Regions from separate parts of the Danio rerio genome. Here region 2 is linked to region 1. A link is a contact called in public Hi-C data. All regions are on one chromosome and are shown on one strand. The core of a region is the stretch at or near the end of the contact, and the rest is flanking DNA. Distances in the headings are between cores, read along the strand shown.

The links. Hi-C and Micro-C count contacts between places; a contact is called where the count stands out from the background.
Region 2: a contact with region 1 is called in a Hi-C map of hematopoietic stem cells, with 4 times the contacts expected there. The contact joins two enhancer-like sites. A contact is called at or near these places in 7 of 18 Hi-C or Micro-C datasets (caudal fin, embryo, hematopoietic stem cells and 2 more) and 1 of 4 datasets of contacts at active chromatin or transcription factors (caudal fin).

What each region holds. Positions count from the first base shown.
Region 1 is chr8:51,894,275-51,898,651 of GRCz12tu, forward strand. It overlaps ncor2 (nuclear receptor corepressor 2), which reads right to left. Exons shown (of 45, transcript NM_001007032.1): 7 at 1,419-1,475. Among named protein-coding and RNA genes, the nearest start is that of ncor2, 100 kb to the right of the region's middle. Within about 2 kb of position 1,562, at least 13 of the 62 cell types and tissues checked have an H3K27ac peak or open chromatin away from gene starts, as enhancers often do.
Region 2 is chr8:52,090,193-52,094,174 of GRCz12tu, forward strand. It overlaps ep400 (E1A binding protein p400), which reads right to left. Exons shown (of 51, transcript XM_073911058.1): 51 at 1,595-3,257. The coding sequence ends at 2,916. Among named protein-coding and RNA genes, the nearest start is that of ep400, 60 kb to the right of the region's middle. Within about 2 kb of position 1,824, at least 7 of the 62 cell types and tissues checked have an H3K27ac peak or open chromatin away from gene starts, as enhancers often do.

The DNA.
Region 1 (4,377 bases), core at 312-2,811:
GTGAGCGACCTGCTTAAGGCAAGTTTGTTATTTCCACTTGAGGGACGCGCACATAAGGCAACGCGTTAAGATGACAGGGAGCTTCTGTGACCGCGGGAAATGCAAACGGCTGAAGTTTAAGGAAGACGCGATGAAAAGTACACATTTGCACACCCACCTAAAGTTACAAACAATGGCGCAGATGAGAGCGATTATGTGGTGAATGTTGATCTTGTGTTGAGCCCAATGAGCTTTGCATCTAAATACAGAGCAAGAGTGTTTCTTTGGTGACATCGCTTTGAATCACACACTGAAAATTGCAAATGTGAAACAACAAGCAGGATTTGGTGATGCGCGCCTGTCAATCAATATTGGTGGGCGGGGGGACAGCGCTCCTACATCAAGTTGTGGTTGATCTCAAAGCCCCTCCAAATGGTCCATTGAATTTATGTTGTTAAATTGAATAAAATAAAAAAGGACTGGGTGTGTTTATATCACCCCAATATGACAGTCTACACACTATACCTACACATATGTCTGTCCAAACAGCTTGAAAAGTAGAATTATATTCAATATATAAACCTTGTTTCCTATATATGACAGTATAACGGTTTTTAAACTGATACCCTTGCTATTTTTAGATCCCACGGTATACCATATTACCGCCCAAGCCAAATGCTGATTGTGCACCATGAAAAGCAAGTTCCACCTTGGATACATTGCAAACTACGGCATCCTCAGTTTTAGGTTTTGTAAAACTTTCCCACAGATACTAAATCAGAAACGCTTGCACTCAGTCATCATAACTAGTGCTGTTTGTTTCTTCATTAGCATTAAGGAAGGCTGAATTACACTAGCGCCACAGTGCTGTAGTGGTCAAATGTGATATTGCTTGCCCTTGCATGTGATCAAATGACTATTCAATAACATTTGTCAACAAATTTCTATTGTGGACATTGTCATTTGAAAATGTTGACTAATTGCTTGAGCTAAGCTAATGGATGCTGAGCGCTGTTGCAAACTCATCTGCAGGAGGTCAACAGCCATGTTGTAAACAAACAGGCAGCAGTGCATGTAGTCACACACAGACTTACAGGCTGAAGGAGCTCCTATTTCACACTGTGGAGGTCATGTTACTGTAGCTATTCATACACATCAAGTGACTTTTTAATATCACATTAAACTTAATGTAATGCAAATCATTTAGAAATCAGCTCAATGATTTTAGATAATGTTATGATGGCATAAAATGAAGACAAACTGATATAAGCGCTGATTCAAATGACATTGTGTGAATACTAAAAACTGTCATACAATTCATATTTACTCAATCAGCACCAGCTAATGCCATAAGCTCTTTCTAATAGAAAACACTGAAGCCAAAGGAAGACAGTTGATGTGTGAAAGCAGCAGAAATAAGGAGACAAATGTGGACTCACCAGCTCTACTCGGGGTCCGAGTCCCTCCAGGATCCGGTGAGCTTCCTCTGCCTTTTTCTGTTCAAAACACATACACAGCGCACATGTCAGCAGCACATCACCACAGCAACACACCTCACACTCTCTCCAGCGCACACACATAAACAAGCCAGTGTATAAGGGATGTACTATTAATAGAGCTCTCAACAGAAGACACTCGCTGCCCTGTGCCATCTACCTCTCTCTCTCCCTTCTCTCTTTGTGTGTGTGTGCATGTGTGTGTGTGTGTGTGTGTGTGAGAGAGAGAGATGGCTGGGGAGGTAATCCAATTAGATGCAATAAAGAAAGCTGAATCTATTACATTCTGTGCTGTCCTGCTCAAATTTGGAGAGAGATGGAAAAAAAGCAAGAGCAAAAAAAAGATCTAATAAGGATTTTAGAGACAGAATCAGCAGATTGCTGCCAGGTATGTGTGACTTGTGTGTCTTTCTCAGAAACATGTAAAGCCATAAAAACTACATGTCCATTCTCTACTGCAAACAAAGGGGGAGAACTTGAATGGTCACATACAGGTACTAATGCACTCTCGAAAAATTACAAGGTGATTTTATTTCATTATTTGAGATTGGATTAATGGAGCACATTCTACTAGCCGCTCCAGCTTCTTCCATTTGTCTGCAAATATAGTGTGTGCAATGTGCTATTTCATATGTACTTTAAATGTATTAATTATTATTTATTAAAGTTCAATAACTTAAATTAATCTAAATTAGAATGATGAAATAAAAATATTACTACTAACAATTAATTTCAGAGTAAATAATAAAAAGAATAATTATTATGGAAATTTGACAAAATGGATTAAATCATATTAATTTAACTGAGTGCATCATTTAATTTGCTTAATAATTCAATTAATAATTGTAAACATCCTTAAATTATTCCATTTAAAAGATTAAATTCTAATTGATTAAGGGCAATTTTACTTTACAATTACTAATATTTGAACATAATATAAACTTATTTCATATTGGAAAACTCTGTGAAATACATTCCACACTTCCACAAACCCCATTCACCAGTTCACTCACTTTAAAACTATTCACAGGGTGTATTTAGCTACATGAATACTACATATCATGGTTTTATCTTCACATCCTTATTGTGAGTTCTGTGAACTACAGTGTCCAGATACCTTTTTGCATATGATGTGGGAATGTCCGGCGGTGCAAAAACTTTGAGATTTAGTGCAGGACATTTTATTCAAAGTTGCAAAAACTAGTTTTCCCAAAGCTCCTGTACTGCTATTATTGAATGGTAACTCTGAATTTACCTTAAATGCAAAGGTTCGTAAATTTTGGTTAGCTGTTAAGCACTGGTTACAATCACTATTGGAAGAACGGTATCTGGAACTGTCATCAGCACTGATCAACCATGCTAAACTGAACATCCTTGATATCATTAACACATTTGGGAACTTTAGCGGTTGATGATGATGTCACGCAAGGATCGCTGAAGAACACATATTGAGAAACAGCCTGTGTCTCCTTAACCAAACACACTTGATTCAGATCATCAGCTCATTAGCAGAGACTTAAAGACCTGTAAGGGTTGTAAGGTGACATCCAAAACATGCAGTGTTGGTGGTCCTCCGGGACCGTGGCTGAGAAACACTGTACTAGAGTGCTCTCAGGACAAGCTTCCTACCATTTTTAAAGATTAGCCACTATATTGATTATTCCAGTACAAATTTTAACCAGTCATAACACCGGTTATTTACATATAGAAATACTGTAGGCAAAACAGCTTATTATTTTCCCCATAAGAGAATCTAATATCATTAATTGGTCACACTGTTTTATTTTATTACATAACACAATAAGCGCTCTTTTAATCTACCATTTTACTGCTCTAATTCTGTTTATGTACATGTTTTGTTATTTTTATCCATTAGCCTTATTATTATTACGTGTCTTCTTGTATTTATGTGTGCGCTGAAAGCTTCATAACCAAAAGAATCAAATGATTTGTGTGTCCAAGAACACACTGCAATACAACTGTGACTCTTGAAAGGAAAGCAGCAAACAGCTACTACAACAGAACATGCCAACTTTAATAAGACAATTTCCTCTCCCACAGTGAATCGGCATGATACTTTCACTTCAGCGAGCTGGCTTCTCTATTCCGTCCCATAGATTGCAGAGAGCATCGAGCACTTCCTGGAAGAGAGCAGGAAGGTGTGAGTGCTGTTTGGCAGTATCGCAGCACGAGAGGCCTTAATGGATTAAGAGATGGAGGGTGTGATTAAAAGATCACAGCAGGATGGGAGCCCGAACCACCTGACTGAGGAAAACAGCACAGAGACCTGGATACACTTGAGGTCGGATAACAGTAAAAGGCATATCAAATTATGAAGGAGATGCATGATGCTTTCCCAAGAGTACGTTAAAAAGAAACTGTGATAAAATGCAGGCCAAGATGCATTCAAAAAACATAGCAAATAATCGCATGCAAATGAGATGTGACCCTTGAAGTGTTCACAAAAAACTAAAATAAACTAGCATATATAATATAACAATAATCTTACATTTATAAAGTGCTATTCTGGACACTCAAAACACTTTACACAATGGGGGGAATCTCCTCATTCACCGGCAATGTGCAGCATCCACCTGGATGACGCGACTGCAGCCATATAGTGCAAGACTGCACACAACACACCAGCTGATTGGCGGAGAGAAGACAGAGTGATGAAGCCAATTATCAAATGGGTAGGGTTAGGAGGTCATGATGGACAGAGGCCAGAGGGCAAATTTGGCCAGGATGCTGGGGTAAACCCCATCTTGGGATCTTGGGATCTTGGGATAAACATCTTGGGATTTTTAACATCCACAGAGAGTTATATCCTCAGTTTAACGTTTCATCCAAAAGATGGCACTGACTGAGCAGTATAGAGTCCCCATCAATATACTGGGGCATT
Region 2 (3,982 bases), core at 574-3,073, 200 kb after region 1:
GGTGGTTGCTAAGGTGTTCTCTGTCATTTCCATGGTGTTGATAGGTGGTTGCTAAGGTGTTCTCAGTGGTTGTTAGGCAGTTGCTAAGGGGTTGCTAGGTGGTTACTAAGGTGTGACTAGGCGGTTGCTAAGGCGTTGCTAGGCAGTTGCTAACTTAAATGAGCATGCTATTAGCATGGTTCTAGTATGAATTTGCATGTTAGCATGTTTCTTGCTTAAGCTAGCATGTTGTTGGCATGAATTAGCATGTTGCTGGTATGTGCATAGTATGAATTAGCATGTTGCTAGTATGTGTATAGCATGAATTAGCATGTTGCTAGCATGTTTATAGTATAGTATGCCGTATGTTGCTAGTATGATTAGTGTGTTGTTAGTATTAATTGGTATGTCGTTAGCATGCCCAATGTAAAGTCAATGGCCGTTTTTTTTTTACAATGGAAGTCTATTGGGCAGTTGCTGTGGCTCCATAAATGGTTGCTAGGGTGTGAACAGTAAGTTAAAAGGTCATCAGTGCGTGGCAAATTGGTAGAGAAAAAATAAGCTGTATGACAGTCTGGTTTGGTCCAATGTTAAGTCAATGGGACTTTTCAGAAATTTCCGGGTCAGTGTTGGGAAAACCGTTAAGTCGGATCAGTTGGAAAAGATATAGCAACTTAAATTCAATATAGTTTGGTGGTTTGGAGTTAGTTTGGTGGTTGTAGTATGAACTGTCTAGGAGATGTGTTCTTAAAATAGTACAAGAAGAAGAAGACGGAAGAAAAAGAAGTTGATGCAGTATAACAGGATGTTGGCTTTCTCAAACCACCATAAAATAATACGTTTTTAACATTTATTTAATGTTTACACTGCGAATCCAATAAGACCAACGTATTTGGTAAACAAAGCAAGTCTCTCATATAATATCTCTACTTAAAGACAGAAAATATTACTGCACAAACTGCATTATAAATAAATGATATGAACTTTTTTTATATTAGTCAATAATATAACTGAAATAAATGTAAAAACTTGAGTATAAATTTACACACATTTACTGTAGTAAATGAACAGACTCAATGATGGTCTAAAAATCTGCAACTTTCTGCACACGTAGATTCAGTGGGCCTACCTATAACCTATAGAGTTTATTTTATGCATACAAATGTCAGTAGATCAGCACTTAAATGACCTTCGTCACTATTCTGATGCTCAGTTTGAACTTCAGCAGACTGTCTCGAGCACATGGCTAAATTGAGTTGCGTCTATGGTCGATATCCATTGGATATTTGCATTAAAAGCATTCAAGCTGGCATACCTAAAGTGGCTATTGAGATTCCGCAGAACCATTTGTGCTGGAATGAAATGTTTTAGTGTTTATTGAGCAAGCGAGGTGCAATGCATTATCTTGCTGAAATCCCTGTCGACCAGTGTGCTGACACATACACACACACACATACTGCAGTCAGCAAGTCCACACGCAGACGTCCAGGAATGCATATCTATGGACTCCAGGCAGAAAGGCTGAATTAATGTCATCTGAAACCCGAAGGAAGCTCACTGAATTTAGGTACCAAATACATTTCCGGACAAATAAAGACACGGCCTAATCCAGACGTGTGTAAAAACATAACACTTTATACAAGTAGGCTGGGAAAAAAAAATGAATACACAACTACTTTACAAATACAAATGCCTCTGTCCCCTCCGCCCCATCCAGAGTTATTTACATGTGTTCCTGACCCGACATCAATAAAAAAAGACATATTCATGAGCAAAAGCCCCGACATTGTATGATTCAGATACATAGAGGGAAAGTCTTGATTTAAGTCCGTTCATTACTGATAGCAGGCCAACGTAAACACACTAAGAGCCAAGCTGAGGTCTGACTCAACTGACTAATGGTGACATTGTTCATAACTATGCGTAAGAAAAACGGAAATATTTCACAGATGTGTTTTCAGAAATGACTTTTCTTCCAAATCAGAGTTTGGGAGGGCGATACTTTCCACAGCTGCCCGCCGCGAGCAGGAAACGGCTACAGTGCAGGATGAGCTTTCCATCAATTCCTTGTTGATTCACATTTTGAAGTGTTGTACACACACATTTCACACACACGTACACATCCACAGACAATTTTCAGGTGGTATCCATTCATGCAGCTGAACTTGTGTCAATAAGTAACAAAAATGTGTTGTTTTTAGGGGAGTTTTCATGATACAAGCTAATATAATCAATTCTTCTATGGGGAGGGTGCAATTGAATGGCTCTCCTATATCAAACTAATGGCACTTTGCCATGTCTGTTGGGCTCACAGACTCTTGCTAATCTTGATAATGATTATTAAATGCTTCAAAAACATTGACCGACACAAACAGCAAAGGGACAACACCACCACACCTATTAAAAAGAAAACATCGGGGAGACGCACATACAACTGGACTGATTGAACATTATGAAAAATGTTGAGATGATCTGCCAAAAGAGTTCCCGGCGCGCCAAATGAAGTGAAGTCGATCCAACCGCACTCGATCCATGACTTTAAGTATGTGATGACATGTGATAACACTGTATAAACAGAGCATGTAGCATAGTCTGAAATGAACAGCGAGCGTTTGATGGCTCTGTTAAAGAGTTCAGTATTAAAAAAAACGAGTCGTAAAGTCATGTTTGACTCCTGAGAAAGGAGATTCAATTATTAAGCCATTAAAAAACAAAAAAGAAAAACATTGGCCACAGAGTGGAGGCCGTTGGCAGAAGGATGGTTGATTAGCATGAAACGTGGTTAGCTTATTAACGTTTCTTCAAATTGTAAAGAGCTCCATACTTACAGGCAAAGGTGAGTTCCTGTATTACAAAGGGTCAGTTTTCCCAAAACAAATGGGGTAAAAGAAAAACAAAGCCCTGTGGTGTGGCCAGCTACTTTCTCCTCCGACTGTCTAGCTGCCACCGCTGGGTTTGGCGGGTGTTTTGGAGCGCATGGCAGCCCCGGTGCGGGTGTTTCCTTTGGCCTGCGGGGGCTGCGGTGTGGCGGTGGTCTGCTGCGCTGGAGTCTCAGAGGCAGGGGGCGCCGCTGTGCTCTGCTGCTGGGCAGGACTGTGTGGTGGTGGGGTCTGGATTTGAGGAGAAGCTGCTGCTGTAACGACCTGCTGCTGGAGAAGCTTCTGCTGCACCACCTGTGCGGTGCCTGCGGGGATGACCTGAACCTGGGCTTGGGCCTGTACCGAACCAGCAGCGGGTGCTGCCTGAGTCAGGGCCACTGTCTGTGGCTGAGCCTGGATCTACACACAAACACATTATTCGGGAGTTTAACATCTTGTGGTCATGGAGGAACTTTTATTACTCAGACCCTTTAGTTTTCATGATTTTGCGATCGCTGAATCCAATGCAAATTTAACAAAGTCGTAATTTTTTTGCAGTCCAGCAAAATTCTTAATTAAACACAAAATAAAAATCGCTAAAAAATTTAAATAATCTCATAAAACATCTAATTGCGGACCATATAATTAAACTATATGCATTTCAGTTTGCAATGAATTGTTTCACCTGACTTGTCAGCTTAAGTGTGACGTCAAGCGAAGCGATGTCCGGGTCTAAGCGCTATATCAAACTGTATGGGGAAACTCATCAAATGGTAATAATAAAAGTTTATAAAGCGCTGTAATACTTTCACAAATCACGATCGCAATGTCAATATTTCCATGCCTAATATCTGATAGGCAGGAAGTGATTAATTTTTTATTAATTGTAAAAATTTTATTTTTTGTTGATTTTATAGAAAACTCACTTTAATGTGTGATAGGACTAAAAAGTGCCCATAAACTAATATTTTCTCAATTCAAATGAGTAGCGACGTGGACCCGGAAACAGTATTCCATACGTCGCAACTTAACAAGCGGATAGACGTTGCATACGCAGCGCACGTGATGTATTTGAGTGTCTCTCGAAAAATGACATCTCACCTGCGCCCTCACAATCCTAACCTGTAAAAGTTTTGCAACATGTG